2 separate regions of the Anser cygnoides genome follow, and region 2 is linked to region 1. The links are chromatin contacts, called in public Hi-C maps. All regions are on one chromosome and are shown on one strand. The core of a region is the stretch at or near the end of the contact, and the rest is flanking DNA. Distances in the headings are between cores, read along the strand shown.

Region 1 (5,236 bases), core at 566-3,065:
TAGGCGGAGGTCAGGTGCAAGTGTGCAAAAGGACCATGCAGCAGCGCACGCCTCTGCGGCGGGGGAAAAGCAGTTCTGTGGCAGTGTTCAGCTGCTGTAGCCCTAAGGCCTCTTCTTTGCCCTTTCCAGCAAACCACTCGTTGCTCCTTATGTGCCCTCCAATTTCTGTAACACATGAAGGCAGCACATCATCTAAAAGCAGCCTTGTTCTCACCCTTCTCCTGTGCGCTGAGATCCAGGCTTTGCAACTCCAAAAATGTTCTTTTTATTCATGCATGTCTCTTTTGTTCCTGTTTTTGGGGAACTGCTTTTTTTTTGTGTGTGTGAGCGTGTGTTTTATTTTTCCCTCCTCAAAGCAAATGCAAATGTCACCACCAGGTGACAACGGGAGCACCGGGTGACCAGGGCCGTGACCCTCATTTTCCACAGAGAGGTCCTCACATTCTTTCCTCACATTTTTCCCCATTTGTCAAGTTTCAAGTTCCTGCTCCAAAGCCTCAGGAACCAAGGCTCTACAGCAAAATCCCCTAGATGATTCTTATTATTATTAACTGGGAGAAAAACAACATATTTTCCTTAGCTGCCTTCTTGGAAACAACAAGACTTGTTTTGGCTGCAATCTCCTCAAAATTTTAATCTGATGTAGACACCTAACAGGAAAGTTTAAGGCCAAAATCTTAAACTCAGGAAAAATCACAAGCAATTGAAAACAGTCTCCTACTATTTACAGGAAATAATACAACACAACCTTAACAGACAGTGCTGTCGGTTCTGCTAATAATTAAAAGGCAGCAATCTATTACATTATTTTTAGTTGTGCCCTCACTGTCTTACACACAAGGGTCTTAAAATATCCGTGTGTCTGGGAAAAGTCTTCTTCCATGTCAGCACTTGGATGCTATCCCATGGGATAAATTTGCCACACACATACAGAGCTAGTACCGAAGCGCTTTTAACTCATTGCTTATATAAATCAAACACATGGAAATTGCCCCTGTGCATTTGGTTTAATTGCGCTCCCCCCGCCCGCCTCTCCCGTGGATGTGATACATCGCAGTGCTAACAAAGCTGAAATTCAGCCTCCTCGAATCGCACACGCTCTGCAGCTTCTGGGAGGTCTCAGTGAAAGCCTGAATGAGTTCGGTAGGACGTCACTGTGAAGTCTTTGGACGCTTGCAAGTGCTGGCAATGGAAATCCTTAAAAACTAAAACAAACAGACCGCTGAACTGAAATTTATTTCCTAACAAAGAAACCCTACCTAGCGCCCCGAGTCTGACGATCCTAGTTTTAACGCTCGCTACACAAAGTGTGTTTGGAGGGAGGTAAGAGAAACGTCCATGGAAACAGCAGCTCCGCCGCCCCGGTGTGCGGGGCTGAATGAGGTCCAGGGCTGGCACGCGCGGTGCACAGTGGCCACGATCCAGAAGTACAAGATTGACGTCAGCAACTTGTGTAATCATCCTGCCTTCGCTCTAGTCCGTAAACAAAGTTTTGGGGGGGTGGGGGTGTCTTTCTTTAAAGCTGTCTCTTTCTCCTTACTGGAAAGTTGTTTTATTTATTATTATTATTTTTCATCCGGCTCTCAGCAGTTATATTTTCTCATATGACTGGAAAAGTGAAAATATTTGGAGAAACCTCTGCCATAAATCAAACTGCAGCAATCTGAAAGGCATGCCTGCTATCTTACTTGTCCACCAGAACCTGAAGCCTACTACTGGACTTGTTTCTTAAAGAAAGCCACAACTGGAAATAAAACAGTACAAACCAAAGAGCCAGAAAAATATCGCACTGATTATGATTTATTTCACCTTTCCCTCACAGCCCTTTTACGTTCCAAGTCCATTAACAGACTTTGCCTTCTGAAATCCTGGGACAAAACCTCATCTGGGGTCAAATGCAATAGCTCCATCCATGCCGCTTGTGATCTGATCTCTTGCCCTTAAAGGGTGAGTTTTACCTTCTGATGGGCTAGAACATCAGGAGAGTTTTATCTTGTTTAATGCATGCTCAAGCAATCACCTCCAAGCAGCTCTGTTTCAGCTTCAGCAATAATATTGGGATGCCCAAGCAGATCATTTTGGCTGCCCAGCAATTGCAAAACCTGCGTGCTGATGAACAGTGTTCTCCAATGTTCACCTAAGTTCTCCAAGTGATTTACAGAAAACGAGTTAATAAACATAGCACTTTCTTTCTTCAAAGCAATTCTTGAATCATATCTAATTAATCTTCAAAACAACCTCTGCAGGATGCACAGCAATACTGTCCTCATTTTTAGGAGAAGAAATGGATTGAAACCTGTAATGCTTTACACAGAGCCACAGTTCAAAGAATCTGGACTGGAGATGGGAACAGCTTTTCTCTTTCCGAAGGTAATTTCAATGAAAAATGCCTCAGTATATGTGAATATCTTCACTTTCAGTTATTTTCTAGCGTTATGCCTGAAATCCCTCACCTTTTCTCTCTCAAATTCGTATTACTGATTCTTCTCCCGTTCAAAGTGAACATATACACATTAGGTATTTTCCCCATACTCCCTGACAGCATTTTATGCTCTCTGCTGCAAAACTGACACAGATCCAGATGTGGACGAATGGAAGCAATGACAACTTTTAAAAGCATTACTGGAAAGTCAGAAGTTTGAATTGTTCTGCCTTTCCAATACCTGCAACAGAGGTATTGATCCTTGCCGTGGTGATGCACGTACCCCATCCTTGCTGACATATTTCTCAAAATCATGAAAAAAAGGCTCAAGGATGAAGGCCAATCAGTTATGGAGTTACAGACCACATACATTACAGCACAAAAAACTATGAAATGGTGTTGGCTAAAAATGGTGTTGCCGTAATGAGGAAGAAGGACTTTAAAAGCATTGTGCCTACCTTGTTGATGTGCAGTTGCTGCTGCTGGAACTGCTGTTTGTGTTTCTCCAAGAACTGCTGGTGCTGCTGCTGGATCACTAACTGCTGGAGGGCCTGGGCGTTCTGGGGAAGGGGAGCAGACTGCGTGCGCCCCAGCGGGCGATGCTGCCGGAGTTTGTGTATTGAAGGGGAGACCCGTTCTCCACTAACCAGAGACTGTGCATGGAGGGGCAGTCCTGAAAGATACCAGTCTGAAGATAATATGGAGGAAAAAACAGCAGAGAAGAAAAAAAGGAAGAAGAAAGGAAGGGAGAAAACGACTGTTGAGTAACACTGATGGTGACAATGATATATAACGCTAAAACCAGCCACCTCGCCATTTACAGCTGAAGCATCCTTAAAAAAAAACAGATAACAATTAATGACCATTGGATGGAATAACACTTTCTATTTCTTTGTTTGATTGTTTACTCAGAGACCTTATGGAATATTTCATTTCTTAAATTCAACAATACTTTATGGACCCTTCCATTGCTCAGTGGATGACATGAATTAGATCACGGTGGTAGTTTTGAGGAGAAGCTCAAGTCTAATGGCTTGCCGTGGTACAGTGAGCGCATTCATTTCTAGGACAGCACCAGCCCATACTGCCGCCCTGCAGCACCGAGCTGTTGTACCTTACAGGATGCTCACCAGACATGCTGAAGGACGATGGTTGATGACGAAGCTGGTTCTCTCGTCTAGATCATGTAGGGAAGCATGGCTGCCCTTGGCTGTGCTATACCTACTCTGCAGAAATGACTAGGGATGAAAACTTCCATGTGATAGACCCCTGACCATGTTTGGCTTAGATAAACTTTAATGCCTTTCAGGAATATGAGAGCCACGAGGCTTCATTATGTCTTGAGAAAGAAGATAAGTCAGAGGACAAGGTGTCAAAAAGATTTATTTCCATCACTGTCCTGTATAGTCATGCTAGTAACTTAACAAAAACATAAAGGTTATTTTGGGATGACAGGCATTACTCATATGCCCTTGGCAGTTTGGGTCTCTTGAATGACTACCTTGTGAAATACCTATCTGAGTTCTGGTAAGGGCATGTCTGCAGGAACTGTCTTCTTTTTTTAGCTGTTCATGGGTAAGCCAGTTCTTACTCTGCTCTCTTAAGACATACCTTCTTAGATATCTGGGATGAGAAGACATGCAACACAAAGCCAAACCCAAGGGTGGATGAGCTGAGGATAAGCCTTTGCCTTTCCAGTTACACACTGGGATAGAAAGCCATCACTGATGTGAACTGCTGTCTCCCTAACATGGATAAGGCTGCACACACTTTTGGGATAAAAGTACTCTTTTGCTTCACCTCACTGTACAAAACACAGTGAAATCTGCTCAAGTGGTCAGTAACATTCAAAAATGAGACCCAATTCTAGGGCTGGGGAAGTTGTTTCTTCTCCCTTTCACCTTGTGGTCTTTAGTTGAAAAATGAAAAGCTGCACAGAAGTCTGCAGCCAGCTGAATGCAGCAGCTGAGAAATACCTGAAGTTCCTGGCCCAGCCAGGACCTTGTCTCCTTGTCCCACTAATTCACAGAACTGCCCTACGTGGAGGAACTCAATTCACTTAAAAGCCTCTCTTCTTGTGGCAATTTACTGAGTTTCTCCCAACCTTTGCTTTCCTGAAAAGAATCATGTAAAAGGGTATCGTATTTTATAAATATGTGTGTGTGTATACATACATACAAAAATATATGTTTGCATGTGTGTATGAATATATGAATAATTTGGAAAGCTGTGGTCCATTTTCCTTACAGCACAGTTCAAATCAGAGAGCAGAGGAAGGGATCCTACACGTCTCTACAGGATATCTTCAAAGACTACTTGCCTCCAAGTGAATGACCAAAGTCCCCCTGTGAATGCTTTCCAGGGAGACACGTTCCTACTCCGTATATACACGTCAATGTGAGAGATGTTATCCAGAGGAATCAGTCGCAAGAGCAATGCCAGATGTAAGGAATTCTGCTCTAGTGTGGGACACAGTCACACTGCTCAGATTTTATTATCGCTTTCTACTCAAGGTGAACCATTCATTGAGCTCCAGCTAAAATCCAGAAGCTAGCTTCGCAAAAACAGTTCCAAGCTCACAAAATCAGCAAACATTTGTCCAGTAGGGACTCTTAGCTTCCCCAGACTCCCATGTCTAACTGCACTAAAACAGCATGCCATTGTGCTGGATCATTTTGTAGCAGTCATCAGGAGACTATCTTCAGAGCTGTAGGCTACCAACAGAATAATAATAAACTCCACTTTGCTTCCGAGGAAATTATAACTACTGACTGTAGTTTGGCAGCCAGTCCACTTAGGGCTTTTGAGACCACG
Region 2 (5,278 bases), core at 2,141-4,640, 150 kb after region 1:
ACAAACAACTTCTCAGAAAGTTAAATAAGAAACAGTTGGTTTGATAGCAGCTGGCTTCTCAAAATTGGTGAAATAACATCTAAAACCTTCATTGGGAATGGTATTTCTAAGAATTTTCCCCCATCACTCCACCAGCAGGTTTTGTTTTTATTTAGATACAGATCAAGAGAATTAAAAAACAAATAATTACTGTAAGCTTTAGGAATATTCTTAATATTTCTAATGCCATTTGTTCCATCAAGCCTGCGCAACTACTCTGGTCTCCTCGGTGCCAAATCTACCGGTAGGGGAGCTCTGAGGCATTGGCACAGTGATCCAAGCAGGAGAAGGAAGATGCTTCCAGAAAGACTGAACAGACTTTTTTTCCTTTTAATTCAAATCAGTGCATTCTTTCAGGAGAAGCTGCTGTAGTCTCAGCAAACTGGCAGCCTTTACCCCAAGCTCCGATTCATGCTGACAAACAGCTGTACGTGCATCGTTTCCGACTCTTCAGCAGCTCCCTCAAGCCTCTCTTCGAGAATCCAGACACAGAAAGAAGCCTGTGTCTGAAGCGTCAGGCTGCAGCTACTCTGCCATGGGGGGAAAAGCGTTTCTTTACATCTAAGTCCATCACTTACACACATTTCTTTAGCGTGCCTTGATAAACAGGACATTTCATAGTATTAAGCCATTGCTGCTCTAGGTTTTCACGTGTCTCCCTGTTTCATTTTGCTCCTTTTCTGCTTTACTTTTTATCGGTGAACTATGGACGGCTTTCAAGGATCAAGCTGCTCCAGCGAAGCAGCATCCCTTCATTAGCCACTGCCATGCCAACGCCAAGCTGCAGGCTTCCACGGCGGCTCACATGCCAAGTGGCACAGCCTGTGCCACTCTGCCACCACCACAGCGTGTCCCAGGGGGCACAGCAACACTGCACGCACTACACACTGGTTACTAGTGATAGTAAGCTTGCTGCAGAGGAGGACTTTACTTCACTCCCACTTCACTTTGCATTGCTTTTGCTATTAGAAAAGCAACTTAAAAAAAAAAAAAGCATTTGTTTTTCCATTCAGCTATAATTTAAAAAAACAATATCAGTGACTGGAGTACCTGAAATATGCTGTCATCCTTGCAGTAAAACTCCGGTTTTCTTACGTCTCAGCTAACAAATGCAGTCACTACATTTCCTGAAAATTAAGCTCTAACCTGTCTTTAAAAACTGCAAAGTTATTTACCAGGTTTCTCACCGTCCATTTCTGGAAGCATTCAGCACCTGATTTGCACAACGAGAGTTTTTCAAGCAAATGGCTTTGTAGGAAGTTTCTTCTATCTAATTGCTGGAACCCTCTAAAGATTAAGTAGCTATTACCTAATTACTTTGATCAATTATCCCAAAACATCCCATTCTTCTTCGTAATGGTATCCATATCCTCCCTGACAAAAGCAAACAGTAGTTTTGCTTTGCAGAGTTAACAGCAGAAAAAGGCAGCATGAGGAACGATCTGAAAAGCAAGCCTTCCCAAGAGACCAAAGGCAACGGAGGAGAGCAAGGTCTCAGCTCACCCAGTGGTCCGCACAGAGGTGGGGAGCACGAAGCAGGCACAGTCCTAAGCTGCTGCAAGCGCTGTCCTGAGCCTGGCGGCATCTCCAGAGCGATGATCCGCAGGCAGCCGTGGAGCAGAGGACCGCAGCAGTCTGTCTGTGAAACAACTGGTATCTACCTGGGCAGCAGGAGGCAAGCAAGTCTGAGCAACACCGCAGTTCACCGAAGAAAATCAGCAAAGCCTCAAGTACCAGGGTCACGCAGGCTGGCGAATCTGCTTTTCGTAAGTAATTCAAACAGAACCCGAGCAATTGGGGTATAAATAGAAAGACACTTGGCTTGGCCATAGTTGTAAAAGTGACCACGTTTGTTCTAGTAACTAAACACAAATGTACCTAAAAACACACTCCTCTTAAGACTGTTAGCATATAATTTATATTTAAAAAATGTATTGTAATTCCAGAAACTAAAAAAAGAACAGTGCAGAGAGGAGAGGTGGCAGAGTGTGCCCAATGTGTAACCTGAACTGCTGCAGCTCTGGTATCCCACCAAGCACATGCATCCCGCAGCTCTCTTTTGGACTCGGCCCCTTTGCAGCTGCAAAATTAGCAACCTCTGGCCTACTTTGGGGCGTGTTAGAGTCCAACCGTATTTACGCTGACAGAGACAAGCAAAGGTTGTGACGACTTATTGACGCAAGAGCTATTTCATGCTCCATGCCAGAAATTAATCAGTGGAGAAGTAGGAATTCTCTTTAAGCACCCAGTCAGAAAGTGATTTGGTCAACTGCTAAAAAAAACAAGCTGAGGTCTTGCATGACAAACGCAACTGAAAAAAGTTAGAAGCACAACTCTTACACAGCTGCTCCGTTAGAAAGCCAGTGTAAGGCAGCAGAACGCAGTGACTGGACAGAAACATTATGCACACCCCTTCTCATGAAAAAAGCAACATGAGAAGATCAGTTTGGAGTCTTCCTGATCCTCTGTGAATATAAACTGATGCTACGTTTGCTCAGATCACTTCAAATATATTTTGGTGGAAGCAGAGGTAACAAAGTATACTGACCCTGCGAGGGTTCTACCTGCTGCAATTCTGGACGCTAAGAAGCAAAACAAAGGAAGAGTCCCATGATCTATTTGAAACAGCTACAGCACAAAGCCACGTTTTAAAGGAAAAAAGCCAGAATCTTGAATGCAGACTGAATGAGCAGCATCACCCCTACCTGCCAAGAAGCCTTCATGATAAACCTGTCAAGAGTTACAAGCCTGCAGAACAGGCCTTCCACCTGCTGGAAAGAAAAAAAATCTAATGCTAATCAGATACTTGCTGTCAGCAGGGAACAGATGCCTAAGCCCTTCTTCTTGGTTTGCTAAACTGTAAAGATTGCATGCCTTCTCCTGGCAAAGGTTGTACGAGACCAGGGACACCTTGCTCAGAACAAAGTATTTGGAAGTTTTTGACTTTCTCCTGAAGTGACAAGTCAAGGATGGACTTGGATGGACTAATAGAGTTTGGTTTAAGGGCTCTGGACTTTTTATCGTTCTGGCTTATTTTTTGACCAGCGAAGAGAAAGACTATCAGCTTGGTCTAGCTCGGGCTTTTACCTTTCTCCACAAGAGCAGCTCAAGCATTTTATAGAGCAGAAGCGCGCTACCGTAGAAAAGTTTTAAACTAAGATGTTTCTTTTCATATCCAGCATAAAACAAAGGTCACAGTTAAAGGAGTGAAAAAGTCTGTTTATCCTTAAATTGCATGATTTAAACACAAACAGAATTTTAAAAATCTGTCTCAGTGGATCATCTTTGTGCTTTTTTAGTTTAAGTGCATCTTACTGAGCTGCAAGGGTTCTCAGCCTGAAGAATTGTTAATTGATCAAAAAAACTGGACCAACTTTACAGCAGTAAAAAAACATTGCTGTCCTCTCATCTCTCAGCAAGTAAGGCAACTGAGGGTGGCATTACCTATCCCAGCAGCACCCAGCCTGACTAGCTGGATATCTGAAGAGACCACATATACAAATAACTGCATTGATCTTGGTCTATTGATTAGAAAGTGAAACCTGAGAGCAAACAGTCATTACACAGTAGTTCATGGACAGCAATACCATAAAAAAAAAATCAACATACACAATGCAACGAGTAAACTGCTTAGACAGGCATCAAGCCCCACTCCCCCCTCACCCCAAGGCTCATACATCTTGTTATTACACAAAACCTGATGGGGTTACATGACTACAGCAGCAGCCTTTCAGGACAAAATGGTTACCTGAAGCCAAGGCTAGCAGTTCAAAGCTCACAGACTAGACCTCGCTCCTATTACAATTTTCCCTGTAAAGCTATTTATGTGGTTTGGCAACATAACAGCTACAAACAGAATGAGTACATAGATTCTTGAATAGTGAAAGGGTAAGGATTGATTTTTTTTTTTAAATGATTTCTTTGAATCCATCTGTCATTCCTCCAACATCCTGATCCCAGCCCTACCACAGACTGCAGCTGCAGTGCCGAGATTTTCCACAAGTTCTGTCCACTGCAAGCAACTCTACCTTGCCCATGGTCAGGAGTATCTAGTGGAGGAGTCGACGGCACTGCTAAAATCCTCCTCGCTCACATTCAAGTCAGCTGCAAGTATCAATACACAGAGGAAGATTTTTTCAGTGCTGAATATTATTCAGACCTTGGCACAACCAAAATGATACCAGCAGCACCAATGGAAAGCTTGGTTGTTTTTTTTTTTTGTTTTGTTTTTTTTAATCTCCATAAGCACCCAGCTCCAATGCTTGCAGCAAAGAGCTCAGATGCCACTGCTCCACTCCTCATTCAGCAAGAGGAAGCAGAGCCCCAAGGACATCAATTTTCATGCTGTGAAGTGGTGCCCACTCTCGCCAGTGACTGTGGAGGGAGACAAATTCCCTGCAAGTGCCGGAGCTTAAACAGCCCCCAAAAAGCAGCTGAACGGATGACAGAAACAGGACTGAGAAATGCAGCTTTACCACTCCCAAAGAGATCTCAAGAGGGTAATTAACAGCTCAAGAGTGTAATTAACAGCACTGCCACAGGCTTGCCCAGGTACCTTCCTCAGGCCCTGCAGCCAGAGGCCCATGGGCTGGCCAGGCCCAGCCATCCTCGCAGAGGGCACCAAGGCCTCACTCCTCCGGCCTGCAGGACAGCTCTGATGGAGCCACAGCGGAGGTACACGGGCTGGAAGCAAACAGTGGAAAGGCCCAGTCTGCTCTGTGCGTTCCCTGCCAGAGCCTCTGCTGCCCCTTCAGCCAGGCAGCGGCCACGGTGTCAGGTCCACAGGCTGACATCTGCCTCCCAGGGCGCTGCTGAACCATGTCGTGCTCTGACGGGCTCTTCCAGGCCACCTAGCTGGGTTTTAAGCATTAAAAATTAAGCTTGAATCATGCTTGAAATTCAAGACGAATCCCTAAATAGTCACAGTCAGCACACTTCTTTTTTTTTGTTTGAAAGAAGACATTAAGTAATCTTGATCTAGTTCAGTTTGAAATAGATTACAGGGAGACAGTAGCATCTCAAAAAAGCCCATATGAATATTTTCCTGTAGGTAATTCAGATTCCAGTAGCTGCAAAGTTTAATATCAGCTTCATCCTTTTGAAAGGCTGAAAATTTGCTTCAACATTTCAGAACATCAATCTATCAAGCATCACTGAGCCAAACCATGACAGTACCATGAATCTGTCAAGTATTTCAAAGCAAACAAGGGCATTGCCTGGAAAGCATCTGGTTTTCCCA

What was found. A called contact is a pair of places that touch in the nucleus more often than the background predicts.
Region 2: a contact with region 1 is called in a Hi-C map of liver, with 13 times the contacts expected there. The contact joins two enhancer-like sites. A contact is called at or near these places in 2 of 7 Hi-C or Micro-C datasets (both in liver).

What each region holds. Positions count from the first base shown.
Region 1 is chr6:12,709,811-12,715,046 of Taihu_goose_T2T_genome, forward strand. HDAC4 (histone deacetylase 4) reads right to left here. Exons shown (of 26, transcript XM_066999846.1): 11 at 2,881-3,110. Among named protein-coding and RNA genes, the nearest start is that of TWIST2, 140 kb to the left of the region's middle. Within about 2 kb of position 1,816, at least 2 of the 3 cell types and tissues checked have open chromatin away from gene starts, as enhancers often do. A contact at or near this core is called in liver, where this site is marked.
Region 2 is chr6:12,856,776-12,862,053 of Taihu_goose_T2T_genome, forward strand. The region is part of intron 2 of HDAC4 (histone deacetylase 4); the gene reads right to left. Among named protein-coding and RNA genes, the nearest start is that of HDAC4, 36 kb to the right of the region's middle. Within about 2 kb of position 3,391, at least 2 of the 3 cell types and tissues checked have open chromatin away from gene starts, as enhancers often do. A contact at or near this core is called in liver, where this site is marked.